2 separate regions of the Capsicum annuum genome follow, and region 2 is linked to region 1. A link is a contact called in public Hi-C data. All regions are on one chromosome and are shown on one strand. The core of a region is the stretch at or near the end of the contact, and the rest is flanking DNA. Distances in the headings are between cores, read along the strand shown. Region 1 has its middle 62 kb from the start of LOC107858862. Region 2 overlaps LOC107858864 (a long non-coding RNA gene).

What was found. Hi-C and Micro-C count contacts between places; a contact is called where the count stands out from the background.
Region 2: a Hi-C map of leaf shows a contact between it and region 1, with 3 times the contacts expected there. The contact joins two enhancer-like sites. A contact is called at or near these places in 2 of 5 Hi-C or Micro-C datasets (bud and leaf).

Annotation. Positions count from the first base shown.
Region 1 is chr2:103,849,592-103,856,441 of UCD10Xv1.1, reverse strand. It overlaps the pseudogene LOC107858861. Among protein-coding and RNA genes, the nearest start is that of LOC107858862, 62 kb to the left of the region's middle. Within about 2 kb of position 2,936, at least 2 of the 5 cell types and tissues checked have an H3K27ac peak or open chromatin away from gene starts, as enhancers often do. A contact at or near this core is called in leaf, where this site is marked.
Region 2 is chr2:103,925,960-103,932,809 of UCD10Xv1.1, reverse strand. LOC107858864 (a long non-coding RNA gene) reads left to right here. Exons shown (of 2, transcript XR_001671261.2): 2 at 1,199-1,545. Among protein-coding and RNA genes, the nearest start is that of LOC107858864, 13 kb to the left of the region's middle. Within about 2 kb of position 2,594, at least 4 of the 5 cell types and tissues checked have an H3K27ac peak or open chromatin away from gene starts, as enhancers often do. A contact at or near this core is called in leaf, where this site is marked.

The DNA.
Region 1 (6,850 bases), core at 1,687-4,186:
TTATAGTCAAAAGTTGATAAGTAAAGTCAAATCTTTCTATTCAAATAATTTAGGCACGTAAAGTTCATTTATTTTATGTTGGAGCTTTATTAACGATGAGATCAAATACAAGATGACTTCTTGGCAACAGGGACATGAATCAACCAAAATCGAACGGGAGAGCCAAGTTGTACAAGCATTGAATAGTCAGTAGCAAAATTAGACCTTTTGCCTATTCAATTTAGCGAATAATTGAATCATCACCGTTATGAAATATATCTAACAAATTTTGCAAAGAGATTTTGACAATATTGTTTGCTACAACAGCTGAAGTATAATTTTAATTGTCCTAACATCTCGATAGCATAAAATTGGATTAATGTGTATTAGTAGAGTACAGCAGGCAAAATGGGACATCCCATTAATACTTTCCTAGTAGAGTAAAATGGAACTTATTACTTCCTCCATCCAATATTAGTTGATCTTACTAAAAAATTATTGTATCATATTACTTATCCACCTTACTAAATCAAGAAAGCATTACCTAAACTTCTTTCTATATTATCCTTGCAATTAATTCCTTTTGAAAGTAATTACACTTGTTTGTAAAGTTCCCGAGAAGTGTTTTTAAGGGGTGAATTAGTAAAATCACCTTTTTATTTATGATTTCTTCACATGCGTGTAAAAAGAAAAATGACCACCTAATATGGGACGGAAGGAGTACATATTAACAAGTAGAAGTGATTTTAAACAGAGGAAATGGTAATCTGTTGGGGAATATGAACAGAAGTCTCACATTAATAGTTGAAAATAAGAAGTGTCTCAAATTGCTATATATAAAGGTCTACTATCTCTAAATGGTGTGAGACCTGTTGGATAAAGTCACGCAGGCTTGACTCAAAGAGGACAATATCACACCATGTAAGAGTGTCTTTGGGCTTTGGAGCCTAACAATGAGCCTAACACAGGTTCAGCGGATGAGGATGATGGCAAGGTTCAATTGCTTACTTTACGAGCTTGGAGATGCGCACAAAAGAAGAAGCTAGTTACGAGCTTCGATTGTCATAAAATATTTGGACGATGTGGGTGACATACAATGAATCTCGACAACCCGTGAATCGTGATGTTTGGCCACGTGGAACTTAAAAATCTAGTAGCAAGCTTTGATTGTCATAAAATACTCAAGACAATAGGGGCAGCACACAATGAATCACGACATCTCGTGAATCGTGGTGATGGGCAATGTGGAACCTAGTTCGAGGGGGAGATTGTTGGAAGTATGAACAAAAGTCCACATTGCTAGCTGAAAAGAATGAGCAACTACATATAAAATGTAGGATCTCTCAATGGTATGAAGACTTTGGGGAAAAACCGTGTAAACTTGGCCCAAAGCGGAGACCAACATATCAATGGCAAAACAACTGGAAAGGCATCGTCTTACATTCTTAGTTGATAGATTTATGTGTTGAGTTGAGGTAAAATGGCTTAAAACTAAATAAAAATGGTTGATGAGTCCTTACCAGTTATGCATAGCAAAACAGTTCACAGTTGACTTCGTCTCCACCTACTGAAAATGTACGTTTTATTTTCTGTTTCATTGCTTGTTTCCATAGTTTACTCCCATCCGACGATCTAAACATTAAGATGACACATGTTAGCTATGACAAAAAGATTGATGAGAGGTCATCACATTTTACATAAAGTAGAAAAGCATTACATAAGAAGTTCAGCTTCTTGATATATATAATATATAGTAGCACGTCGGCCGGGAGTGTTGTGTGATAAGAAGGTGCCCCTTAAACTTAAAGGCAAATTCTACAGAGTGGCAGTCCGTCCGGCCATGTTGTATGGAGCGGAGTGTTGGTCAGTCAAGAACTCACATATTCAAAGATTGAAGGTGGCGGAAATGAGAATGTTGCGTTGGATGTGTGGCCTGACTAGAGGGGATAAAGTTCGGAATGAGACTATCCGAGAGAAGGTGAGAGTGGCTTCGGTGGAGGATAAGATACGAGAAGGAAGGTTGAGATGGTTTGGACATGTGATGAGGAGGGGCACAGATGCCCCAGTTCGGCGGTGTGAAAGGTTAGCTTTGGATGGCTTCAGGAGGAGTAGAGGTAGACCAAAGAAATACTGGAGGGAGGTGATTAGGCATGACATGGAGTTGTTTTAGCTTACTGAGGACATAACCCAAGACAGGAAGGTGTGGAGGTCACGGATTAGGGTAGAAGGCTAGTGTGAGTGGGTCGGTTATGGTTAGGTGTTAGGAGAGTTGGGTGTGGTAGGTGTCTTTGGTCGGTGAGTGTGTGTTACTACTACATGGGTATTCATTTTTCTTATTTCTTATTTTGTTTGTTCTTTTTTCTCTTATTTCCTTTTCTTGGATATCTAGTGTTACTATTTCTTACCTTTGATTTTTGTTATGCTACCTTGGTATATTATTCTATATCTTGAGCCCGGGGTCTATCAGAAACAACCTCTCTAATTCCTCGGAGGTAGCGGTATGGACTGCGTACATTTTACCCTCCCCAGACCCCACTCTGTGGGAATACACTGGGCCTGTTGTTGTTGTAGTAGCATGTCGGTCCTAAAAATGTTTCAGATAAAGAGTTCATCCTCAACGATTGACATATGAGGGCAATCCACTAAAAGATGTACAAATGGAATTATTTCGTTGGAGGCTAGCTTTTAACTTCAAAGCGATTGGTGAAGTGGACAAGAAAGCTAAACTAGATGCCTTAAAAGCACCTCCAATTGGTACCAGATATGATGCTGTACAAAGCAAACCGAGAGCAGTGCATTAAAAACAGAAACTTGTTGCAAGTAAAACTGCATCGAATTACACTCAAACCATTCTGCTCTAAACATATAGTTATGTGCCATCAACCTCCTCTTTTCTCATTTTGCACTTCAGACTTGGGGTTGTCACTCTAAATGGAAAAATGTTTAAAAGAGAGTACATTAATGTGGTTCATTGCATGCTACAGGACCTTGACAGGGTAATTAGTAGTATAGGCAACTAATAAGTAGTATTTCTTATGTCAAGTCTGAGCAAAAAGTAAATACAGGAGTAAAGGAGTACCTCCTCCCTCCGTGTATGGCCGAGCAAGAGAAATGGGCTGTAGCCTGTATTCTCACTAAGTTTGATCAATTATTGCAACCTAAAAATTGTTGAAACAGTATTGTCATGCTAAAATGTTCTCTCAGTCACCGACTTTCACATGATGGTTGCGGATGCAGTATTTATCTCCGCTTCTGAAGTTGAACTTTCTAAAGCTTAAGTTCCGTTCTATCACAACTAGAATAGAATAATGCATGACAGGCACTAAATAAAGTAAGATGGCAAATGAAACTGTCACTACAAGGGCCTAAATATAATGCCAGATCAGTTAATCGGTCCATTAATCAGAACCAAATATAATTTGCTTTTAGTGACGCAAAAGAAGAGTTCCTCTCTAACAGATGCAGATTTCCACCCGGATTGCCTTTAGTTTTTGAATAAGATAATAAAACCTATTACAGAATCTTAAAAGTTCTACAGCAAAGAGATTTAACATTTTTTATACATTCATCAAAATAAAAGCAAGTGACGTGACCCATGACTATTATTTACATTACCAGAGCATGTTATCATTAAATCCAACCATGTTGCTTCATTCTTAAAAACCAAGTAATAGACAAAAGAGTACCTCTTCCAACAGCCAATATAAAAATCCCAGTGGAAGCCTGCAAGAAAGCACAAGTCTACTAGCGCCAATAAGAGGATATAGAACATACTAGAAAATCACAAACATGATTCACATAAGAAGCAAATCAACAAAGATTATCCAACATTTGTTTACAGCAACACCACCACCAATTCCCAATACAAAGAGCAAACAAGAATTGTTTTTTACAATGAAGTAACATTTAAGAGTAAACAAGAATTATTTACAAGGCCAACCTAGCTAGCAATCATATATGCACGGTGTCAGAATGCTCACATACATAAAGATAGAAACATTGCAAACCAGTGTATTCCTACAAAGTGGGGTTTGGGGAGGGTAAAGTGTACGCAGTCCATACCACTACCACTACCTCAGATGAAGTAGAGAGGTTGTTTCCGATAGACCCCCGACCCAAAAAAATGTTATTAAAGAGCATAAATGTAATGTTATTAAAAAGTATTTTGGACAACTCTGAGGAGCTAAAGAAGTTCATGCCTGTTCCTTTAATTGTGTATATTCTACAGGATATCAATCCCAAGCTCCAATCTTTGCTGCATAATCATACACAAGATATTAACCCAATGTCACATTGTTTTTCTTTATTACAACGAGAAGGTACTTCGACAGTAACTAAGTGCAATAAGTAGATTTTACCTGCATTTCACATTATATAATAATATGGAAGCAGAAGTTAGGTTTTACATGTGCCAACATCTTCTCCTTCCTCCCTAAAACTAATTCAACCATGTAAAACCACATTTCTCATGCATAATCCGATGTTTCCCCAGGTACTGTCCAGTTAAAATAAGTAGTTCACCTGTGGTGCATAAGGAATAGTGACTCCAAATATGACCATTAAAAAGGATGGCTGTTCTCTCTCCCAAGCGTATTTGGCGGTGCATCCTGCAACAGTGACATCCCTCTCTATGATTATTACGGGGAATTGTATGTACACACCTGATGCACTAATACTGTTGGCTCAAAAGTCATTTCCATCTTTACAAGCTGCTCAAGGGCCTTGTTGTATTGATAGAATGAAATAAGCTGAAAACTATAGATCATTTGGAAGTTGGACCAAAACAAAAGACTAAAGCATGTCCTGCAATCACTCGAGCCTACTGGACTTGCAACCCATTCTTAGGCTGGACTGACCAGCCTTGCAAACTCTTTATTTAGCCTTGTGATGCATCTGTGTAAAACAACCACTTTGAACAAGTACTTCTAGATAAAATTCTCCTTAAATTAGAAGACTCATTTTGATTATATAAACACACATAATGCTCATAGTCAAGAAAGCATGCAACAACTCTCAAATCCTCCCAACTTAGAAAAGGATAAAAACTAGTCTTAACTACTTGATGACATCATGAGAAGCGTGTTGTTTTTCTAGGACGATCCATTTTCTTCAATATTCTGAACCTAAACTTCTCACTAAATCCCTAAAGACAGTCTACCTGCATGGAACTAACACTTGGTACACCACAGTGATTTTCTATATAATTATAGCCAGGCCATGGGTATTTATTCCATCGGTGTATATATCCCCTTTTTTCATTTTTATGACGGCAGTGTTTGTACCAGCTGGCACACACACACACCATTCCACCAGTACGGTTGTCGGGTAACTCTGTCCACCAGGCATGGTTCTCCTCCCACTTCATTGACCATTAGCCACACCCTTAGGTGACCCTAGCCTTTCTGCTCATTACTTTGCTTAGTCATTGATCTCTATTTAGAAATATTTCTACATCTTCAAATGAAGCTGATCAAAATTCTAAATCTGGAATATTATATACACATGCATACAAATACACACATCAACCTATTGCCATGTTTTCCCCCCATTCTGTTAGTGTAATGCAACTCATCTTCTCCAATTTTCCGAAATTCCAACAAGAGCCGGCAACTCGAGTTTGTTGCCTCAAGACCTTTATCTAGTGTCTTACAAGTTTTACCACAGATGTAATTCTCCACCATTTTCTTACTTTTTACACCACTTCCTTCTTTTCCTCTCTCTATTTTTTAAGAATTTTCAAGGATACAAAGTAGGAACTTATCTCTGTTGTTGCGAACAGGAAGAAAATCACTCCAGTAAATAAGCTTTTCAAAGGAGCGCAGTGAAGGAAAAAGTTTCATAATCTAGATTCTTTTAAGACTTAGGTCTCAAATAGTTCAATCAGTACAAATCATATAATATTAAATCTTGATAAAGTATTCCAGTTGATAACTAGGATACCGAAGCAAATTCCAAAACCTGAATCTCCGGCTTACTTCAAAAGCTTTCGAATTCTGCATGGACTTAAAATTTAAATACAGATGTTCATATTTACTAGCACTCAAATTTAGGGAAGGGGCTAGTGGTCATAAAATCATTCACTTATTTACATAGTGGCAATATAATCAATGCTACAAGTACCAATGTTACAATGGGCCTCAGATTGCCTTCATATAAAAAAAGATAATTATACTTGATAAGTTTCACCATCAAGTGAGTAATGCATATCTTCTACGTGGTAAGTGCGCAATGCAAGCAGATCTCATATAACTAAATCCACATTTTCTATGCATGAAGCCTCAAGCTGAATGCTTTGCTTCGTCCCGTTGATCGTTACATATGAATGGTCCTGCAAACCACCCCACCCCACCCTAGTGGAGTGCCATGGCTTACTGAGGTAAACTACCATTGATCTGTTCCTTTTTTTTTTTTAGTAAAAAAAGTTTAGGAGAACACTAGGTAAAGAAAATTCTTACCAGCACAGTGAAACTCTCAGCATCATAAAATCACAATCAGTTTTCCTTGAGCCGAGGATCTATGCAGAAACAGCCTTTCTACCTTCCAAGGTAGGGGTAAGGTCTGCGTGAACACTATCCTCCCCAGACCCCACATTGTGGGATTACACTGGGTATGTTGTTATTGTCATATAATCACAATCAAAACTAAGCGCACAGTACCTAAGAGTAAAGTATAACAGTAATATAAGGAAACCCAAAACTATGCAGACAGTATCAAAAGATACGGCAATGTTTAAGGAAATATAACAAACAAGAGAGTAGATGTTCACAGAAAGACCTCAAGTATAGAGCTCAGTTGCCGGCAATCCAAGTGGCAATGCCTTCAGGAAAATTAACAACATATAAGCTATTAATAATAGAATGTAAAATATTTA
Region 2 (6,850 bases), core at 1,345-3,844, 77 kb before region 1:
ACCTTTCTTTAGGTTGGATTTGAAAGCTTCACATCCCCAATAAGATTAAGTCCTTTCTCTTGCTACTTCACCATAAAATCCTCCTTACCAAGGCTACTTTAGCTTATAGGGGAATCAATATTCCTTCCTACTGTCATATGTGCCACCACTTCATTGAGGATGTGACCCATCTTTTCTTTTCCTGGCCCCATGCTGCCCAATTTTAGGACAACCTCACCCACCATTATAGATGTAGTATGAATTTAAACATACAACTTTTCAATCTTTCTAACTGGGAGAGAACTTGGGCCCAGCTTTTCCCCAATCTGTAAGCCAAAGTTGATAACCCCCTGGCTCCTAACTAGTAATAGTCTCTTCTTTTGCAAGAGTGCCTACCAGTTCTTGGCTACTCAAAGAACCAACTCCATCCATCAGCACCTTCCTTTAGGTTGGATTTGAAAGCGTCACATCCTTAATAAGATTAAGTTCTTTCTCTGGATGTTTCACCATAAAAGTCTCCTTATCAAGGCTACTTTAGCCTATAGGAGAATCAATATTCCTCCCTACTGCCACATGTGCCACCACCTCATTAAGGATGTGACCCATTTTTTCTTCTCATGTCCCTATGCTACCCAGTTTTGGGACAACCTCACCCACCATTATAGATACAGTATGGATTTAAACATTCAGCTTTTCTATCCTCCTAACTGGGAGAGAACTTGGTCCCTTCTTAAGGGTACTAACTTTGATACGTCCGTTAATTAGGCTACCCTCCCTACCTTTTGCATTTGGACTATTTGGAAATCTAGGAATAATAATGTCTTTGATAACAATCCTCTCCCCCCTCTTTCAAAGTTGCCTACTCTGAAGCTGTTGAATTTTACCATCTTAATCCCCCTTTGTCCCCAAAATTAGTAGATCGATTATGCTAACTTGGACCCCCTCCTAAAAATACTTATAAATTAAACATTGATGGTTTTAGTCTGGGCAACCCGGGTAAGGGTGGCATTGAGGGTGTAATTCATAACTTTAATGGAGATTGGATGCTTAGGTTTACTCAAAGTTTAGGTCAAGCTTCAAACATGACTCTCAAACAAGGGTTGCAACTCACTGTAGATCCAAATCTGCGGCCCATTATTATCAACAATGACTCTGAGGTTATAATTAATATGCTTCAACATAGGAATTCACTTTTTAACCCTATTATCCATCTTTGCAGGTCACTACTCCGAAGGCTAGAAGGTCCTACCGTTTGCCACAATTACAGGGAGGAGAATAGGGTTGCTGACATCCTTGCAAAGGAAGGAGCCAAGCAAGCTTTTGCTGGAAAATGCAGAATTTTTGTTCCCCCCACCGCCCCTCCTTTTGTAGTCCATGCAGTTTAGGACGATAAATGTGGGAAAAATTTTTATAGAAAAACTTGTAACTCCAACTTGAATGGGCGTACACCCCCTATCTTTGAACTGGAGCCAGACTAAGATCCCCTCCCCCACCTTTTGTACCTTTTCACTACTTAATATATCTTCTGGTTTACCAAAAAATAAAGTTATCTTGAAATGAACGAAATTGTCTCTCCATGTGTGATATCTGAGCAAATTTAATCCTTCCATATTTTTACAATCTTTGACTTTGCCGACAGCTGGAACTCCTGTTTGCCCTTCGGTACTCAGAAGAATGTTCAAAATTTAGTCAGAGTCCAAAATGATCGCATTTTGCTTTAGGCGACAACCTCTGAAAGCTAGTATTTCATAAATTTCATGTTTGTTTTGGTTAAAATCAAACTGGGTTATATGTTTGCTACAAATATGTTTAATATGTATAAATAATTAATCAAAAATAGTATTCTTGTCTCTTTTAGTCACGAGAGCACGTAAATTCAAAATATTACTTACCAGAGTATGTTTCTACTCATATCAAACTATTAAGTGGTTGTTCGGTATATGAGATCGGATAATTTTTTATCACTATTTTAGTATAAATAGTGGTGTAACGTAATCACAAAATTAGCTACTAACACCTCACATTAACGAGATAAAGTTAATTCTAATTTTTATCAAGATATTAATATTCTTATTCCAAAAATCTTATGAACAACTAAAACTGCAAATTGTAGCCAAAAAGAAAAAAGACAAGTAGTACCTTTCAAATCGGCTTCAAAATGTCCTTTAGCAACAAACAATTGGTGGTGTGATAAAGGATGGAAAAAATAGTGGCAGACATGGTCCAAAATGAAGCCATCGGAATATTCCTCCGCTCTCGAATATGGACTACCCACGGCAATAACGAATCAGCTATAATCACATTGGGCTTTTGCAGTCTGTTAAAGTATACTATCAACAAGAGCTTTCATCTTAGTAAACACGGCTTCTACAAAGCCCAATAAATCTCTGCTTCGATCCTTTTCTGATGGAATTACATTTGGGATAGTACGAAATTGGATATTATCTGATTTTGGCTCTGATTTCAAAAAGCTGAACCACTCTTCGGTTACAATAAAAGTGATCACCAGTTGAAGATTTGGTGTGGTTGTAGCAATGAGCTTGCATAGATTCATCAAAGGATTGATGTGGCCCCTCCCTGGATACGGAATCGCCAATATATGGCAGTTCCCATTTATGTTGATCCTTTTGATTCATTATGAATTGGAAAGAACAAAACTAAGGTTTTAGGACCGATGAAGTCGATGATCAGTGAAGATGAAGTGATAATTCTGAGCACTAATAGGAAAGTCATTTGCTTTTAATAATACGTCCCTCCCTGATATGCATGCCATTATTTTATTACTCCCTCCGACAAAACTTTTTAAAAGGAATATTTTTTGTATCTTTTTTTGATAACTTTTAATTTTATTTTTTTAAATGATATATTTAAGATTAAATGATTAAATATATTTTGATATATTTTATATATATTTAGTTTAATATTATAAAATTTTAAAATTTTCTTAAAATATCGTTTCAAGTTAAAATTAGATAAATAATTGAAAGGAAGGAAGTAAAATTAGATAAACAATTGAAAAGAAGGAACTATTAAAAAGGGAAGACGCGTTATAAAATAGCTACTAGAATCAAGAAGGCATTCTACGCATAGACATCCCAATTCCTAAGTTCAAACGTCCAGTAAAACAGAATAATCTTCCTTCAATAGATTAGTAAAGAAAAAGAAACCTACAATTCCCTTTCTAGCAATTTTAAAATGGAGTCATCCTTTGGAGGTGGGGCTGGTCGTGAGTTTGCATCTAAACAGTTAGCTCATATTTTATTCATTACAATTATTAACTAATTCATTTCCTTTTTTTAATCTATTGTCACACCTTGATTTGGAAGCATCACCGACATATATAAGTTAGTACTATATATACTTGGACACAAAGCCCCTGAAAACACGCACCCAATATATGCTATTTTTCTGTTTCAATTTAATATGATATAGATAAATTTTAGAAAGTCAATTAAATTTTTTGTACGATCTTTAAATATTTTAAAGTTTTAATGATATACAATACTTTTTATATAATTTTTAGGCGATACATGTTAGTTTCATTATTTGAATTTATATGTCACTAATGTAATTTAGAGAGTCAACCAAATTTTATATATAATTTAGGAAAAAGGGTCAAAAATATCCCTCTCATAAATTGGCTAAGTTTGCCCCTGATTAAACGATGAGGTCAACTATGCCCCTGCCGTTATCAAAGTTTGTAAATATATCCCTCTTTTTAACTATTTTTCATGTAGGCTAATAAGTGCGTGAGGTGAATGTCACGTGGCATGTCAACTCAGCGCCAAATATTTATTATATTTTTTTCATTTAATTTTTCTTTTCTTCTTCACAATTATTCATTCTATTTACTGTTCCCATTTTTTTTCAGTTTTCTATACCATGTTTCACATTGCATTCAGGTCCTAAAATACCATTAACAGCTCCAGCAACCAAAACTCCCAACTAATTCACCTTCAGTCACAACTCCATCTTGTGCTAACCCACCAAAACTCACGGTACTCTCGATTTTCTCCACTGCTGCTTCAATCCCCTTCTCAACATTCACCAATCCTTTCTCCGCCACTTCAATTCCCTTCTTTACTGCTACGATTCCCTTCTTTGCTGCTACGATTCCTTTATCTGCTGCCTCGAATCCTTCCTTCACTAATTCTTCTGCCTCCTCTTCTACTTTCTTAAGCTTCTTTCGCAATCCAAAGAGGCCAATATCCTCAGCTTTTGACGGCATTTCCAGTGCTTTTAGTATTGTTGTCGCTGCTACTAGAGAGATTAATTGCCTCCGACCTGGGAGAGCCATCGACGTCTTCTTTGTAGGAGGATTTGTGTTTGCATTTAGCAGACAACGGGGTGAGAGAGTACGCAGTGTGAGTGAGGTAGTGGTGGAAGCCATGAGATTTATTCTCTCTGCAATCAAACTGAGGTGTGCAAGGCAACGTCTATACCACAATGGAAAGGCATCTATTAGAGCAATAACTATGGAAAAAAACAAGAATAACGACAGAGTAGGCAAAAAGCAATGTGAAACATGGTATAGAAAACTGAGAAAAAATGGAACGATAAATAGAATGAATAATTGTGAAGAAAGAAAGAAAAATTAAATGAAAAAAATATAAATATTTGGCACTAAGTTGGCATGCCACGTGGTGTCCACCTCACACATTTATTAGGCTACATGGAAAACAGTTAAAAAGAGGGGTATATTTGCATACTTTGGTAACGGCAAGGGCATAGTTGACCCCATAGTTTAACCAGGGGCAAACTTAGCCAATTTATGAAAGTAGAGGAGTATTTTTTATCCTTTTCTCTATAATTTATACACGTTTTTTATGGTCTTTAAATATTTTAAGTTGTTAATTATTGTAATTTATTTGATTTTTACATAATTTTCAAATAATATATGTTGCTCTCTCTATCTCAATTTATGTGACACTTAAGAAATTTAGAGAGTCAATCGAATTTTTTACATATAGTTTTACATATTTTGAGTTGTTAATTATGTTGCAATGAGCTGTACAGTGAGCTAATTCAGGAAGTAAAATGAGTGATTGGTGGGATTGGAGCCTAAATTATTTTTATTCTATTTTCATTAATGTTGATTATCTTTCCATTTAGGTGTTTGTATTGATTATTGTATATAATCTTACCATTTAGATCTCTTTTCTTTTTGTATAAAGTTGCAGCCTCGTAATCATTGAAATAGACTGAAGTTAATAGAAAAATAATTTTTTTACTGTGTTTGATTTTTATCATGGCATTAGAGCATGGTTCGAATCCGTGAGAAAGGGCAAGTAATATAGAGAGAGATTGAAAAAAAAGTGGAAGCAGGATAGAAGTTAGATTATGAGGGAAACTACTCCAACGACTGGGAGGTCCGGTGTTGGGTTTGAGAGTTTCCTGTTTTCTGAACTAACATCAAAATTATCACATTAATGGGCAATACATCAACTACAACAAGCTATGAAGCTCTTGTTGTTCCACAGGGTATCAAACTAGATGGTACTAACTATGCGATTTAGTCCCAGGTTGTAGAGATGTACATATCTGAAAAAGACAAATTGGGATATATTAATGAAGATCTTCAACCACCAGAAGAAACAAATTCCATATTCAGAAAATAGAGAACAGAAAATGCACTGGTGAAGAGTTGGTTAATCAACTCGATGGTGGTTAATCAACTCGATGGATACCAAGTTAATTGGAAATTACATCCGATTTCCAACAGTAAAAGCAGTTTGGGATGCTATTGCCATAACATATTTTGATGGAGGCGACACTTCTTAAGTTTATGATTTGAAGAGAAAAGTGATGAATTTGAAGCAAGGAGGGGAATCTATTGAGACGTATTTCAAACATCTTCAAGGCTTGTGGAGAGAAATCAATTTTCGTCGACCAAATCCAATGAAATGTCAATCTGACATTGAAAAGTATATTTCTATATTATATGAAGATAGAGTATATACTTTTCTTGATGGATTTGATGACAGACTTGATAAAATCAGAGGCGATCTATTGCAACTCAAGTTATTTCCTACTGTAGAGGAAGCATATGCACTTGTTCGGCGAGAAGACCTGAGGCAATCTGTAATATTGACTAAAGATAAGGACATGAGTAGTGCAACTGTGATTTCAAGGGCAGGACAAGGATCTCAATGACAAGTCTCTCTTCAACTAATGATCAATGGCAAGAATAACACATCAAAACAAAAGCAATAAGAAGGAAGAGGTGGTTGCACACACTGTGGAAACCCTAAACATACAATTGAAATATGTTTCCAATTGAATGGGCCTCCAGAATGGTGGTATGAACAGAAAAAAAAAAGGAAGAAGGAGGTTGATAAAGCATCATTGGAAAACACTGGAGATAACTCAAAAAGAGCTGAATCATTGACGCTAATATCACAACTTGAGAATACTTCACCTGCAAGTGTCAACAATTCTATGGCTCATAATGATTTAGGTAATCATGGTTGGATTATTGATTCAAGGGAAACCGACCATATGACCTTTGATTCTCGTGATTTAGTAGACTCAACTCAACCTAGATGCGCATGCATAGTTAATGCAAATGGAGTGATATATCCTGTTGGAAGGGCTGGAGGAGTGATACTAGCACTAAATCTCTCTTTACAAAATACTTTACTTGTGTTCTCTCTCTCCAATAAATTATTATCTGTGGGTCAAATGACAGAGAACTTGAACTTTTGTGCACTAATATATCCAAAGTTTTGTCTATTTCAGGATATTCCCACTAAGGAGATTATTGATCCTGGTACTAAGCGAGGAGGCCTATGTTACATGGATGATTATAACTGTGGCTTGACAAATGTAGCCCAGGGAATGAGTAACAAGGAAAAACAGATATGGTTGTGGC